Linked DNA regions of Oryctolagus cuniculus: region 2 is linked to region 1. Evidence: chromatin contacts called from public Hi-C data. All regions are on one chromosome and are shown on one strand. Each heading gives the region's core, a stretch centred on a gene start, on an enhancer-like site or on the middle of the called end of the contact. The rest is flanking DNA. Distances are from core to core; before and after follow the strand shown. Region 1 holds the start of ATP6V1H (ATPase H+ transporting V1 subunit H). Region 2 holds the start of TCEA1 (transcription elongation factor A1).

Region 1 (2,506 bases), core at 6-2,505:
TCTTTCCTAGGAAAGCTCTTTTAAATTGTCATCAGTATTGCAATGAGATTTGTCAGGTGACCACTTAAGATACGGACATCAGAAATCATGATTAAGTAGACTAGGCACACAAGATAGGAAACTATTTTAAATTTATACAATTTAGACAATTTTTGTTTTCTGACAGGTAAGTGCAATTACTATATTAATGTTTACTAATCAACATTTGAAATAATAAAAATTATAATCTCTTTCTAAAATTGATCCCTTCAAGTTCAAATATAAAAAGTGGGACAGTAATTTCTCGGAATGCAATGGTTTCCCTATCAATCAAAATTTACAGTATTTTCAAAATCAATTTTGGAAGAAATGTTGAACAAACGTCTGTTACAATTTAGGTACAACCAACAGAGAATCAAGGCTGAAGACAAGATCCTACAATAAAAGGCCTTTCATAAGGACACAGATTTTTATTACAACACAAAACATAGGCTCCCATTCGCAAAATATAAATTCAGGGTCTGGCCACAAGAAGCTAAATTCATAACTCAAAATTCTATTGCGGGTTCCCAACGACCTTAGTCAGTTTGGAACGTTATCTCTAGATCTAAGGATCTGCTGCCTAAACAAGACCCAGGCCTAGATCGGGCAGGAACAGGCCTCGTCCGGGCCAAGCTGGAACTCTGCAACCGAGGAGACAGCCCCAGCGGCCTTTCCAAACCCATCCCCCACCACGACCGGGCCCGGCCCCTCAGTCATTCCACCTGCAGGGAAGGCTCTGCCTGTTTTCGCAAACCTGAGGCCTAGAAGGAAAGGAATTCCGGGGCCAGAGGAAGACGGGCGTGGACAAGCAGCGAGAGGCCGCACGCACCAGCGAAGCTGGAGAAACCGCAAGGGTAGCCTCACCTGGGCGGGTGCCGGAGACAAAACAAGCACCGGGACCCCCACAACGCACCCAAAGGTGGTAGGGAGGGTGCGGCGGTCCGGGACGCCGGGGCCACAGCTGGGCTGGGGAACCGAGTCAAAGTCGAGCGGCGTCCTCTTTCCGGTCTGGAGACCCGAGCAGCGGCGGGACACCCGGAGACCAAAAAGTGAACGGGATCCCAGCCCAAAGAGACGTTTAGGACCGCACCGGCTGAAGGAAGTCTGAGCCGCTGCAGTAGAATGACAGGAGTGCCTGTCACGTGATCAGAAGCACGTGACCGCTGCGGAAGCCGGGAGGGGCCAAAACAGCCTAGGGAGAAGTGTTGCGCTGAGGAGGGCTTGCTCCGTGGGAGGAGCTGGACACCAAGCGACCACGAGGTGGGCTCTGAAGGGACGCGTAGCTCGCTGTGTGGCCAGCCTGCTCTGGAGGAGAGGGGCTCAGCAGGCCGGGAACGCGGACCTAGGACCCCCAAACCCAGCGCTCCGCCTGGAGGCAGCGAGCAAGGCCCAAGCCTTAGCCCTGTGATTCTTTTCAAAAAGTTAGCTTTAGTAAATAGATTGGTTTTCATCTGGATTTAACAGCTCAGTGAAGAAGGCATTCTTATTCTTATTTTAAATATAAACCGAGGCTGAGAAGTGAGTCATACGGTTACAGATTCCACAAATACTGTATGTTCCATGCAATATTTGCAGTTAATAATAAAGTTACTCATTGGTAATCTACATTTTAGATTCAATTGGGCAACCAGTATGTTATACTGACAACCCTATCCTCAGCCCGTTTTCCTTAGGAAAGGACACAGCTCCTCTCTCTTTCTTCAAATAACAAATACAACTGCACTGCTATTAGGCAGGTATGTACATACAACAGCATGTTTTTGTTAAAACTGAAAGATTTATAAATGTACCAAATACATTTCTACTAAAAATGCCAAATTAAGATCGAGTTTTAAATCAATATTATACATTGATTATGAAGAAACACACAGTAACAGTGTTTTTACTGTTTATGTTTACAGCTGTAAAAAATTACCACAAATTCAGTGACATAAACCAAGATAAATTTCCTTTTTAGGTTTTTTTTTTTTTAAGATTTGTTTGTTTATTTGAAGAGTCACAGAGAGGCAGAAGCAGAGGCAGAGAGAAAGAGAGCAAGAAAGAGGTCTGGCGTCCACTGGTTCACTCACCAAATGGCTGCAAAGGCTGAAGCTGAGCTGATCTGAAGCCAGGAGTCAGGAGCTTCTTCTGGGTCTCTACGTGGATGCAGAGGCCCAAGCACTTGGGCCATCATCCGCTTTCCCAGGGTGCATTAGCAAGGAGCTAAATGGAAAGTGGAGGTCAGCCAGGTCTTGAAACAGTGCCTGTACTCCAGGTGGCTGCTTTACCCTGTTTGCTACAACACCCGCCCCAATTTATTATCTTCTATTAAGTTCAGTATAAGTGTGGGGCCCAAATGTGGTGCAGTGGCTTAAGCTTCTGGCATCCCATATCAGAGTACCAGTTCAGCTTCTGTGCCAGCTTCCTGTTGATATATGCTTGCGAAAGCTCCTGAAGATGGCCCAATTACTTGGGTCCCTGCCACTAACATGGAAAACCCAGTTGG
Region 2 (2,506 bases), core at 3-2,502, 220 kb after region 1:
GGTAAAACTGGTTGTAACACGACCTCATAAAGACCGCAAGAGAACACGTTCGCGCACACACACATCAACAAGATTATGCCACCGGTATTAAGTGCACCATTGAGGAAGTACCCAGCAATTATGGTTGTCCAAATCCATCTACCAGCACACCTTGGTGTGTGTTTACAGCTCTGCTGTACACCACGACCTGACAAAATACACTTTTAAAAAACGTTTAGCAACCTGCCGCGAGGCTACAACATATTTCACCTTTCGAACTCCTAAGCAAACCTGTAATGTAACTGAGACGACCAAAAGGATGTTTCATCTTCAAAAACCAAGATCCAGCAGTTTTCCCTTTTATCTTTCCAGCACTGCGTCTAAAAGTGATCACAAATCTTTACGGAATGCTGTTCGGTATTTCTCGTCTGGAACCACCGATCGCGGTAACGAACACATTCTTTCAAAGAGCGAGGGCTTTCTCTACTTTTCGGTGCTTAAACTAGATTGGGGAGGATTTACCACCTCGGAAGTGAAACCAAAGGAGAGCGAACCCTACTCCCTGACTCGATTAGGCTCACTACGCCGTGCCAACAGCAGGGACCTCGCAATACCCAGCGCGGGTCCCAACGCCGGCGGCCGTGGTCCAGCCCGGCCTCACCAGGGCGCCCTCCCAGGACGCGGGGGTGGCAGGCGTCACTCTCCGCCGGAGAGGGCAGCGAGGGCCGACGCTAGGGTCGGGGGCCTCCTCAGGCCGGGACCGCAACACCCTACCCGGCCTCGCTCCCGGCCCGCGCCACCCGCCGCACTCACCGCGTTCTTCTTCTGCACCATCTTGTCCATCTTCTTGGCGATGCGGACTACCTCGTCCTCCATGGCGCCGGCAGGTCTTCCCCGCGCCCAGCCCTCTGGGGCCGCGAAATGGCAGAAGGTGGCGTGGAGAGGACGTAGAGCGGTCGCGAGCCCCGGCGTCCGGCGACTCCCACCACGGCAGGCCCCGGCCTAGGGCCTTCCTCACACACCAGACCAGAGGCGGCAGCGGTGGCTCCGCCCCGCAGGCCGCACTAGTAGAGCCCGCGCGCGTCCTACAGGCGCTACTAATCAACTGCGGATCGCTGCTAAAGGGTGAGTCGCGGCTTCACCGGGCTGGATTTGGGCGGGCGTTGGCCTGAGGGAGGAGGGCCAAGAGGGCGGTACGGCTTCCCGCCAGCGGGTGAGGAAGGCAACGGTTGTGCCGGGCGTCTCTCAACGCACAGGGCGGGGTTTCTGCCCCCCGGGGTCCCTTGGAGCCGCCCAGAGCCTTAGAACCTAGCGGGACCCACGTTGCTCGAATGGGAGGCGGGTTCGGAGAATCGAACTTTGGCGGGTTTGAAAGTCCGTGAGGATCCCGAGCGGTCTCCATGGTAGACAGCTACGCAGAAGAACGTAACCCAGCACCTAAAGAGCCTATTATGGCACGCGTCTGGTCATTTTTTGGGTTCGTTTGTAAGCTTCTTGAGGACAGACCAACCTTGCACATAGCACTTTGAATACGGAGAGTTAAGTACTAGTGAACAAAGAAATTAAGTAAGGCAACTCACCTACTTCTGAAGACAGAAGAGGAAGTTAGCGTCCTTAAAAATAAGGACTGCGTTTGTCTCAGGGTTAAGATGCCTGCGTCCTACATCAGAGTGCCTGAGGCCCTGCGAATGCGCCTGGGAGGCAGCATTTTAAATTTTTTAAATTTTTTAAAAAAATTTGAACAGTAAAAAGAGGCAGAGATCTTCCATCTGCTAACCGGTTCAATCACCAAATGACTCCAACAGCCAAGATTGGGCTAGGGCTAAAAAGGAGCCTGGGGCCGGCGCCGTGGCTCAATAGGCTAATCCTCCGCCTTGCGGCACCGCACACCGGGTTGCCCCTCTTCCAGGCCAGCTCTGCTAGGGCCCGAGTGCAGTGGAGGATGGCCCAAGTGCTTGGGCCCTGCACCCCATGGGAGACCAGGAGAAGCACCTGGCTCCTGCCTTCCGATCAGCACGATGCGCCGGCCGGCCATTGGAGGGTGAACTAACGGCAAAAGGAAGACCTTTCTCTCTCTCTCTCTCTCTCTCTTTCTCTATCTCTCTCACTGTCCACTCTGCCTGTCAAAAATTAAAAAAAAAAAAAAGCCTGGAATCCAGGACTTCCACGTGGGTGGCAGGGACCCATGTACTTGAGCCATAGCTGCTACCTCCCAAGGTGTGCATTAGCAGCAAGTGGGAATCCAGAACGGCCAGGACTGAAATCCAGGCTCTCTGATATGGGAGGCCAGCAGCTTACCCATTGTGCTAAATGCGTGCTCCCATTTTTAACTAGTGTTTATTGTTGATAGCTAACTTAAATTGTAAGAATGCAGGTATTTAATGGGAAAGGAATTTGTTGAGATTTGTGAATTTCTGTAAATATTCTATGTGTCCTGAAAAAAAAGTTAATCCGTAAGGCAAATATAAGGTTCCATGTTGGCCCCTTAGCCAGAAATTACAGTTTTCCAATATTTATATCCCCATTT

Evidence for each region. A called contact is a pair of places that touch in the nucleus more often than the background predicts.
Region 2: a contact with region 1 is called in a Hi-C map of skin fibroblasts, with 1.9 times the contacts expected there. The contact joins the promoter of TCEA1 here to the promoter of ATP6V1H in region 1. A contact is called at or near these places in 2 of 6 Hi-C or Micro-C datasets (embryonic fibroblasts and skin fibroblasts).

The regions. Positions count from the first base shown.
Region 1 is chr6:78,666,667-78,669,172 of mOryCun1.1, forward strand. ATP6V1H (ATPase H+ transporting V1 subunit H) reads right to left here and starts at 1,256. Exons shown (of 14, transcript XM_008255525.4): 1 at 886-1,256.
Region 2 is chr6:78,885,883-78,888,388 of mOryCun1.1, forward strand. It overlaps TCEA1 (transcription elongation factor A1), which reads right to left and starts at 1,253. Exons shown (of 10, transcript XM_008255530.4): 1 at 793-1,253. The coding sequence starts at 855.